2 separate regions of the Oryctolagus cuniculus genome follow, and region 2 is linked to region 1. Evidence: chromatin contacts called from public Hi-C data. All regions are on one chromosome and are shown on one strand. Each heading gives the region's core, a stretch centred on a gene start, on an enhancer-like site or on the middle of the called end of the contact. The rest is flanking DNA. Distances are from core to core; before and after follow the strand shown.

The links. Hi-C and Micro-C count contacts between places; a contact is called where the count stands out from the background.
Region 2: a contact with region 1 is called in a Hi-C map of embryonic fibroblasts, with 4 times the contacts expected there. The contact joins two enhancer-like sites. A contact is called at or near these places in 5 of 6 Hi-C or Micro-C datasets (ear pinna, embryonic fibroblasts, psoas muscle and 2 more).

The regions. Positions count from the first base shown.
Region 1 is chr15:34,062,861-34,068,123 of mOryCun1.1, forward strand. No RefSeq gene overlaps it. Among named protein-coding and RNA genes, the nearest start is that of SORBS1, 34 kb to the right of the region's middle. Within about 2 kb of position 2,206, at least 1 of the 8 cell types and tissues checked has an H3K27ac peak or open chromatin away from gene starts, as enhancers often do.
Region 2 is chr15:34,225,938-34,231,261 of mOryCun1.1, forward strand. It overlaps SORBS1 (sorbin and SH3 domain containing 1), which reads left to right. Exons shown (of 34, transcript XM_051823967.2): 4 at 1,338-1,433; 5 at 4,018-4,146. Among named protein-coding and RNA genes, the nearest start is that of PDLIM1, 130 kb to the right of the region's middle. Within about 2 kb of position 1,599, at least 2 of the 8 cell types and tissues checked have an H3K27ac peak or open chromatin away from gene starts, as enhancers often do.

The sequences.
Region 1 (5,263 bases), core at 956-3,455:
GACCCCGCACCTCTTTCCCCTCCATCAAGCCTATCCTTAGGGTCCCTGGTGCCCAACAGGCTGCAGTTGAATGAGTTCTGTCTGCTGGGGCCCTTCCTGAAGAAATAACCACTTCCCGCTTCCTTTTATGCTCCAAGGATGTCTTATGGGCCCCAAGATGCACGGTGTCCTGTGGAACCTTGTTCCCAGGCTGTCCCCAGACTCTGCCTCTTATCCAGACCCTTACATGGAATAGCAAGCCACCGTGCCTGCCCTGCCCTCTGAACAAGGATTCTGGCATAGCTTGCCTGAAAAGGCAATAAACAAAGTCATGCTGAGACTATATCGCAAGTGCCACAATAAGCTCGCAACTGGACAACAAGTGCCCCGGGCGGGAGTCTAAAATAGAAAGTGACCCAACAGGGCCAGAGCCCTTGGAGAGAAGAGGCCATGGGGCAGGCAGGCCTGGAGTTCAGCCCTGAGAGATGTGTCCTACCAGTAACCAGTGGGCCGAGCATCCAGGCAGGAGGCTGGTGCAAGCAAACACCCGGAGGTGGAGATGAAACCAACGAGTTTGGGGAGCAGTGAATATTCCAGTTCGGGGCAGCAGGTTCATGTGGCTAAACATGAAGGTGTTACGTTGTAGACAGCTGGTGTTGTCTCCCTGCTGGAGCCACAGTTCTTACGGCATGGGATGGGGGTGGGCAATGACCTGGGAGATACAGGTAAAGCTCAGGTACCCAACAAGGCCAGTTTCCTGTATGCAGAAACCTTGGCTTTAGACGGTTTCTACAGGGAGCATGGGCCACCCATGTTCTTGGCTTTTTCTACAAAAGTGATGCAATCCCTACACAGGAGCCAGGATGCAGCCACAGTCCCATTCATCCCCCTGCCGTGGGCAGTCTGGTAACGCTCACGGATTGTCCTGGCTCCAGAGGTGGGCACAGCTCTGGCACAAAGCAAGCACTTAGTAGGGGCGAGGTGGTCTCCTGCTGTGAGTCTTCAGTTGCCACTGTAGCCTTGACTGTGTTCTACGAGAAACCAGAAGTTTCTGCTGGTAACTTGAGGCAGTGTTGGGGAGCCAGATTTTCTGGTCACCAGAAGCCCAGGATTGCCCTGCGCATGAGCAGTGAGAACAGCCAAGTCTGATCACACATTTAAGCGCCTGAGTTTTGGGAGTGGCTGCTGTTGAGAAGTGGTTGCAGCAACAGAGAACCTACTCTGAGCCCAAGAAAGAGAAGGTGCAGGGCTGGCACTGTGACATAGCAAGTAAAGCTGCCGCCTGCAGTGCAGGCATCCCATATGGGGGCCGGTTCGAGTCCCGGCTGCTCCACTTCCAACTCTCTGCTGCAGAAGAGGATGGTCCAAGTCCTTGGGCCCCTGTACCCACGTGGGAGACCTGGAAGAAGCTCCTGGCTCCTGGCTTTGGATCGGCGCAGCTCGGGTCATTGTGGCCAATTGGGGAGTGAACCAGTGGATGGAGGACCCCTCTCTCTCTCTGCCTCTCCTTCTCTCTCTATGTAACTCTGACTTTCAAATAAATAAGTAAATCTTTAAAAAAAAAAAAAAAAAAAACAGGATGCATCCAGGTGAATAGCATCACCTGCCTAGAAGAGAGAGGCTGCTGGGGGGAGGGGCTGCCAGGGATGGGACCCAGCAAGAGACTGGATTTCCAAACACCCACAGGCACTACTACGGTCTAGTATAAAACATATGGAGTGTGTGTGCTCTTCTGAATCGGATTTTCGTATTTAAATCTCCATACAAACACAAAGATTTTGTATATTTGGATATTTGGACATAGTCATCTGGAAATCTTGTCTGGCAATGGTTTTAAATCTAATAAAATGCCTTTTCTTTCTCCGAGGCAGGTGCTGTTGATGTCATTATTACTCAAATCTGTCTCAGGTGTACATGGAACAGAATATTCTGGGTGGCAGTTGCTGCCCTGTTAGGAACAGCAGCCAGGGCAGCAGCAATCTCGAGGGATGTTTTCAGGAGCAAATAACAAGCACAGCTTACACCAGTTTGAACAAAGTGGGGAATGTGCAGTATCTGCCTGCGTGACCGAGAAGTCCAAACAAAGGTACAGTCCAGGCCAGTCCTAACCAGGGCTGCGGCTCTGCTTCACTGTCCATCTCCAGCTCAGTGGTTCTCAAGCTTCAGAATCTTCAGTCATTCAGCGCTTATCCACACAGACTGCTGATTCCACAGATCGGGGGTGAGGGCTCGGAATTTTCATTTCTTTTTGTTTTCTTTGGCAGCAAATAGGATTGATTATTGTTGATTTGAGAAAAGAGACCTCAGGATAGTGGAAGCTCTCACGAGTGAAGGGCCTGCCACTTGTTCAGGTGAGCCGGGGATGTGTTTGACCCCTCGCCCATCTGGGATGAGCCACTTCTCAGCCACCGTGTCTTCAAATTCGTCCCCTTTAAACTTGGTAAAGCCTCACTTTGAGCTGGATCTTCTGGCAACCAGACAACTTGAACTTGGCCTTACACAGGGCCTCAGTCACGCGTTCCTTGTTCTGCAGCTTGGGTGAGGATAGACATGATGACCTGGCCAATGCGAATGCTGGCTGCTCCACCCTGCCTAACTGGAGTCCAGATTGGGAACAGCATTAGGTCAGAGGCAGGAATGTCTACACGGAAGGGTTATCTGTCAGATCCCTTAGGACAACCCTGGATATCTGCTAACTTGAGCCCAGCCACATTGTGAGTGGGCTGTGGAGTAAGGTCAGAAAACTGTTTCCTGCTTCCCGCATTGAACAAAAATCTTAAATTCCACTCTTAGGAAATTGGCCTGGATCAATCCCTGTCGTTAACATAGATGAGGAATTGAGCTGCATGCCACAGAAAACCCAAACAGCTAGGACTTGAACGTGATAGGAGTGTTTTTCTCTTGTATATAAAGAGGTGTAGAGGACGGCAGCCCAAGACTGTGGGGAGAGCTCCCTGGTGGCATCAGGCACTCGGGCTGCTTTTGGTTTCTGCTCTTCCTTCCTAGGGCGAGGCCCTCGTCCAAGTGCGCCTGGCATTCCAACCACTGGGGCTGAGGTCTGGGCAGCAGGCAAGAGTATAGGCCAGCTGCCCTCTGCTAAGGGACATTCCAATGGCTTGACTAGAACTGGCTCGTGGCCTCCCTATCTTCAAGGGTTCTGGAAAGTATAACTCTTATCTGAGCTCGTTGCTGGGCTGGGAAAATAGAAGTTCTCTTGGTGAGAGAGAAGGGAAATCGGGTAGGGAAGGAAGATGTTACTAATTGATTGGTGGAGTTGAGTGTGGAATCCATTCACCTGCTGCACAATGAAGGGGAGAAGCAGCAGAGGCCAGGGAGGCAGCCACAGCGCCCAGGACACTCGTGGAGAGGAAGTGGCAGGGGAGGTGACCACACACTGGAGGCTCACACCGCCACCTGCAGCCCGCCATGATAGACGGAGCACGAAGCTGGCACAGAATTTAGTTCCCAGCTCTGCCACTGACAAGTCTTTGAACGTTTGTGCCTGAATTTCCCCATCCTACCTGGGTCAGCTTTCCATTTAGATGGGGGGAGGGCGGACGGGGAGTATCCATCACTAACTTGCAAATTAGCTGAACAAGTTGTTTTTCCTGTCTGACATCCACAGCTGCCCAAGCCTTGGGTGGACGTTTATATACACACATACAGGTTAACTGCCAGATCTGTGGGCCTCAGTGTTCTGCAAACTGTGGTCCAAGCATCATTGTAGCAAAATGAGTGGAGGTGCGCAAGAAAGATGAGATGAGATGCCCGGATCTCTTGAGCCAAGATTTCTGGGGCTAGGGCAGGAACGGGAGTTGTTAACAAGTCCCTTGTGTAATTGGTGTTTGCCAGTTACTCCTAATAACTCTAAAGAGTGGATTTTTCTTAGAAGACCTTGTTATTCCCTTGTGCAGATGCACAGCTTTTATACTGCAGGATTGGTGGTAGAAAGCGAAATTGCTATAGGAGATGTGGAGAAAAGACAAAGTCTCTGACAGTTCCAGAGAGGAAAGAGCGAGTTGTAGGCAGTGCTGCTGTGCCCACGTAGGGGTGCGGACTGAAGAACAGGAAATTAGGCTGCAGATTGCTTAACCACCAATGTGTTGCCTGCTTGGAATCTGATGGCCCAGTGGGGGTTGTTATTGTCTGAATGTGTCTCCCTGCCCAAAGTCATTTTAAAGACCTAAGCCCCAGGCACTTCGGCTCATTAGGCTAATCCTCCGCCTAGTGGCGCCGGCACACCGGGTTCTAGTCTCGGTTGGGGCACCGGATTCTGTCCCGGTTGCTCCTCTTCCAGGCCAGCTCTCTGCTGTGGCCAGGGAGTGCAGTGGAGGATGGCCCAAGTGCTTGGGCCCTGCACCCCATGGGAGACCAGGAGAAGTACCTGGCTCCTGCCATCGGATCTGCGCGGTGTGCCGGCCACAGCGCGCCAGCCACGGTTGCCATTGGAGGGTGAACCAACGGCAAAAAGGAAGACCTTTCTCTCTCTCTCTCACTGTCCACTCTGTCAAAAAAAAAAAAAAAAAAAAAAAGAGAGAGACCTAAGCCCCAGATGACGATATGTGGAGATGGAGCTTTGGGGAGGTTATTCGAGTTGGAGATCGTGAGGGCGGGGCCTTCCTGATGATACTAAAGGCCCTGTAAGAAAAGACAGCAGCGTGCTTGCAGCACCTGCTGTGAGGACACACCAAGGGGACAAGACTGGCGGCCTCTGCAAGCCAGGAGCTGGCCCTCACCAGGACTCGAATCTGGGACTTGATCTTGGGCTTGCTGGTTGCCAGACCATGAGCAATACACGTCTGTTGTTTAAATCCCCTCACCTATGATATTTTGTTAGACCATCCCGGACAGACTGAGACAGGGGTGATTGTCTTGGAGGCACTCGTGTTTTAGAAAAGGAGTCTTGTTACTCCAAAGAACTTGCCAGAGTGACACAGTGGACAGAGCATGCCCTTGACCTGCATTGCCGCTCTAAATTATGCAAACTTAGCAGAAATGAGCTTTGTTCCTTCTTTGGAAATGATAGTCAACTAATACTTACCTTAAAGGGCTGTGATCAGGAAAGATTAGGTAATGGCTTGGTACCTGGCTCACGAGAAGCACCAGCAGTGTAGCCGCAATGAGCCACACCGGTACGTCAGCCTTTGCTCAGACATCCACTGAGCCCAGCTGGGAGCAATGCGCTCAGGTGCTCACTCAGTGCATGTGGAAGCAAACTTCTTAGCAGAGATCCTGCTTAGGGAGAGATCCGCGGACCATTAGGACGGCGGTGGGAGGCTGCCAG
Region 2 (5,324 bases), core at 349-2,848, 160 kb after region 1:
TCCCAGCGGGGTCACCCTGCTCCGCTACTGCTGTGGGCCCGTCTGCGGTGTCCCCGGGGTCCTGGACAGTGTTGGCTGGGTTGTGCTTAGGGAATCTCGGGCAGTGCCTGTGTGACAGGGGAGTGTTTTAGCATGGTCAACACCTGGGGGCCAGTCTCCCAGGTGATTCGGAGCAGTCAGTAGGACTGCTGTGGAAGCCTGTTTGTGTCTTAATACACATGCTGCTGTCACCGTTGACTCAGTGACAGCCATACGCCATGTGACTACCATATGCCTTACGAAGTGATGGCGTGCTGGGCTCAAGTGTCTGCCACCCAGGTCCTCTCTCCTGTCCCCTTGGCAGGCTTGCCAGCACAATGCCGATTCAGAAGCAGCAGTCCCATCCCCACCCAGTGTTCTGAGGATCCAGGGCTGCAAGGCCTCAGGGTGTTACTCTCTGCAGCGACTTCGGTGCCGTAGCACAAGGGCTGGCATTTTCTGTGCTGATGTTAAAGAGGGAGGACAAGGAGGACGTGTCCACCATGGGGACTGCAGGATCTGGGCAGGCAGGGAGCTCAGGCACCCTACAGATCAGTAAGCACGGGCACCCAGGACCAGGGGACTGCAGCCTTCCCCACATCCTGGGCAGTCTCCCTGTTCTACCTTAGCCCAGTGAGGGTCAGCATCATGAACTCTGCACTTGGGTACTGCCCAAAGTCTTAAGCATGCACTTGGCCACTTGGCACCTCCAGCCCAGGAGAAGGTAGGTTTAAGCAAGACCATCTGCCATGCAGCAGATGGGGGTTCTGATTTGCATGGGCCAGAGGCCTATGACTGTCAGAGGCACAGGACCCTAGATGCTGTGGTTTTGGGGTGGCAGCTGTGATGGTGAAGGGACCCAGCAACCCACAAATGTGTTCCTTTACTTCCTCCACTTGTCCGGAGCCCTTGGGCCATGGCTGTCCTCCTCGGAGCCCTGGCTGGAGCACAGACACCCCAACATTCTCCCAAGGGGCCCCTTGGGCCTGACTGCTGTCCCCTTCCTCTGTTTGCCAGGCCATCTGTGTCTCTGAAGATCTCTTTGTCCAGAGCCTTGGCAGGCGCCTGGTGTGGCAGGAGACACTGATAAGCACTGACCAGCTGGGGTTGGGGGCTGGTTGGAGGGCGGGTTCTGCCGTCTTGGCCCAGAACCTTGAAGAGGGAAAGCGGGTTATTTTTAATTACTGCATCCACTGCTCTGTGTATTGTTCTTTTCGTGGGGGCGACTTCCTCCCATTGTCCCTGCCCAGTTCCTCAACTGCCTGAGTGTTTCCCAAATGCTCTTTCTGGAGGCACCATTTACCCTTTTGTGTTTTCAGCAACTGCCGGCCCTTTACGTGCACGCTCTATTTCTGCTGTTCAAATCATTCCCGTGAAGACAGTGAAAAGTGCTTCAGGCCTGGTACTCCCTGCAGGTATCTCGCCTGGGGAGGGGGTGCTTCTCTTTCTTCATAGCAGATCATGCATGGTTTTCCCTCTTCCTTCTCTGACTAATACTTTGAGGCTTAACCCTTGCTTGTTCAGGACGCATTCCCTTTACTTCCTCAGTTCTTTGCTGGTCCTCCTCTGCGTGTGTGTGTGTGTGTGTGTGTGTGAGTGTGTGTGAGTGTGAGCTCCAGTGTGTGTGTTCTTTTCTGGAGGCCAGTGAGCATGGAGAAGAACTGAGTCCAGGGGTCTTGTCCTTTGTCCCTCCTCCGGGAGGAGGGTCAGTGCAGAGACCAGACATTCGCTCTGGGGTGCGTCCGGGGTGCATGGACTGCCTGGACTCTCCCTAGAGATTGCCAGCTCCCATCTCCCTGAGAACGAACCTGGCCTCCTGGGAACCTCCGGGTTGGGCTGAGTTGGAAGAAGCTGCCTTGATGCCACACCTAGGCCCGCCCCTGGCCGACGTCACCTGCAGTCCCTTCCTGCCTCTGCTCTCCAGGAAGGGGAGAGGATGCAGTTCAAATGTCAGCTTCCTTCTGGACAGAATGGGCCAGTGAGGGCTGGGCCGCACTTCAGCCCCCGGTGTTTTCCCGAGTCGGGCAGATCTGCTGTGCATCAGCTGCGCTGCGTTGGCCAGGTTGCCCCTCACCCTCTGGAGCCCGGGTTCCCAGAAGTTTTGTGGCATCATGCACTTCGCCTCTGATCGGGTTGGACGAGTCAGGTGGGCCCGGAGGCCTCTGCGTGCTGGGCCACATGTTTTGGGTTTTGTGCTTTGTTCCCAGTGGAAGAGGCGCTGACGGGGCAGATCTGTTCTCTCCTGTAATGCTAACGTCGATTTTGCCCAAGCTATAGAAAGGGCACTGCCGGGTTGGAAAGCGAGGAGAAAAGAGGCTTTGGTTCTCTCTGCCCTTCCCTGGGAGTGCACTGGAAGTCCGAGCCCACATCCTGTCCAAACGGGCACCCTGAACTTTAACCTGTAATCACATTTGTGGCGATTTCAAGCTACGGATCCAAGCTGGGAGCAATTTGAAAAGAAAACCACTTTGGAGTTCAGCTTAGCTCAGCTGCACATAAAGAGACCCTTGGCATTTGTGCCTTCTAGAATTGCGTGGTCTGCACTGGGTCCCTGCCACCCCATCACTGTTGTTCCTGGAGGATGGGCTTCTAGGACCTTTCTTTTTATTTTCATAAATATTTTTTTTTTTTAATTTAAGGGCAGCAGTACAGAAAAAGAAGGAGAGAGAGAGAGAGAGAGAGAGAGAGATGGAGATCTTCCATCTGCTGGGTCACTCCCCACATGGCTGCAATGGTTGTGGCTGTGGCTGCGGCTGGGCCAGATCAAAGCCAGGAGCCCAGAACTCCACCTTGGTCTCCCAAGCACTTGGGCCATCTTCTGCTGCTTTCCCAGGCACATTAGCAGGGAGCGGGATGGAAAGTGGAGTAGCCAGGACTTGAACTGGTGCTTATATGGGATGTCAGTGTGGCAGGCGGTGGCTTAACCTGCTACGCCACAGTGCCAGCTCCTCCAGATCTTTCAAAGCTTATGGTAGACCCTCCAGATTCATAGTTTTGCTTTCCATGATTTCAGCCACCTAAGGTAAACCGTGCTCTAAAAATATTAAATGTAAGAACCCAGAACTGAGCAGCTCATAAGCTTTAAATCACTTGTATTCCAGCACACAGGCATACTGTTAGAGTTGCTCTAGTTTTCTGAATTACTGTTCATCTCTCACTGTGGCTAATTCACAAAGGAAACCTCATCGCGGGCAGGTGTGCATAGGAGAAAGCATGGGGCATGCAGGCTTTGGCACTTGGGTCCAGGTGTCCATGTTTCCCACGTGTTGCTTCTGGGTAGGAGGAGTCTGCTGGACTCTTATGTCCTCTCCAGGAACCCCCAAAGGTGGTTGGGCTGTTAGGGGGTTGGGGCCCTGTATAGACTCGGCTGAGGCTCAGTGGAGGCGGCTCATCAAGACGGCCTTTCCCGGGCTTTTCGTCACTGTGAGTTCTCTTCCTTGCACCTGGAATGCAAGGCCCTCACCCCTGGGCTCCCGCCAGCGCTGCTGCCATCTGCCTCCTCATCTCTGGGGACCTGACTTGCGCTACAAGGAGTTACTTTTCCTGTTTCCTGTTGGAGAACATGCGCCCGACTCCCTGTGTTGCCGACTTGCTCTGCGATGAGCAGGACGACTTGGAAGCTTGAGGGATCTTCTGTAAACCCTGTCTTGAGCCGTGCCTTACTAATCGGCCAGAAATCCGCTCACCAACCTAAACTTCATGTCATGAAAGACAGAAGTGCGTGTCCACGCTGAAGTGCTTGCAGCTGATTTTGTGACTCCCGCATTTCCTCAGAACTCACCACTGCCTCCATTCCCCCTAACCTCGTGGTGCGTGGTGCAGGGTCAGCTTCTGAGAACATGGTCTGTCCCACTCCGCCGCCTGCAAGTCTCCCAAGACTTTGCGTGGCTGTAACCAGGTTCATCTCATTTCCTGGCTGTAACAGCTCGCTAACCGCCTGTGGTTTAATCCTTCTGGTGTCCTGGATTCAGTCTTGTCTTTTGGGTCTTGTCTTTTCAGAAATGGATCCTACGAAAATCTGCACCGGGAAGGGAGCGGTGACTCTCCGGGCCTCATCCTCCTACAGGGAGACCCCAAGCAGCGGTCCCGTGAGCCCCCAGGAAACCCCACAGCGGGAAAGCCAGCCAGGTGAGCCTCCCTTGGGGCTGAGGGCACAGCCTCAAAGTCACACAGGAAGGCAGGGCCCTCATGCTTTCTCTCCTGAACTCATCAGCCACCCTCTGGGACTGTCATCTCCTTGTCTCTCCTGTGCTGGGGTGGTGGTCAGAGCCCAGACTGCCAGTCACCACCAGTTCATTGTAGATGCGACTAAGCATAGATATGACTGAGCAGATAATCCTGTTGCAAGAACCAGTGCGCGCACTTGGCCTTCGTTGTGGATGAGATGGCTCAGGGCCTAGGGAGTGAGTGGTGAGATGGTCAGCTTCTTTGAGCTCATCCCTGTAGCCTGCCCATGCAGGACTGGGCTAGGGAACCAGCCAGCTGAGAGATGCGGTGGCTGGATGACCCTGCTCCTAGGAAAGCAGAGGACAGTTCCAAGGCCAGTGCAAAGTAGGAGTGAAGAGAGACCAGAGAAGCCCCTGCCGCCCACCCTGGTCAGCAACACAGGCCACCTGAGTGTGTGGTCCAGGGTGTTGAGCTTTAGACCCTGGACACTGGACCGCCTCAGGTGTGTGTTCACATTGCATCTCCACCACCTGTTGGCTGTGTGACCTCGGATGAATATGCACTCTCTGATCCCTAAAGATCTCCCCTGTGGAATGGGGTTGATCCATGTGCCTGCCCCGGGGCTGTTGGGAGGAGGACGCATGTGGAGCGTCCTGCACGATGCCCGGTGGCTTGGTGCTGTTAAATGGTTAGTGATGTTTGGTGGCTTGGCACTAGCTGCTGTTGTCAGTTGGTGGTGTTTGGGCCTTTCTGGTGGGGGCCTCCCACAGCCCAAGTATTCTAGAAGGTGGAAAATGCTGACGTTGAGTTCCAGGGCACAGGTGGTTTAGTGTGGGGCAGCCTCTCTCCCCTCTGCAGGGCAGTGGTTTTTCATGTCTGTCTGCATCGGGATCAGCTGGCTGGACCCTAGCCTAGATTTGTAGAATTTGTGATTCCTGCTTGGAGACCTGAAGTTTTGCATTTCTGATGAGGTCTTGGGCCGTGCCGATGCTGCTGGCCCAGGGGACCAGCTTTGAGAGCTCCTGCTATAGGGAATGAAGGCAACGAAGAAAGGGAGTAGATCAGGCAAACCCTGTAGGTACAGTTGGACTGCTGGGTTGTGATAAGATGGAGTTCACTGGCAGGAGATGGTCGGTGCC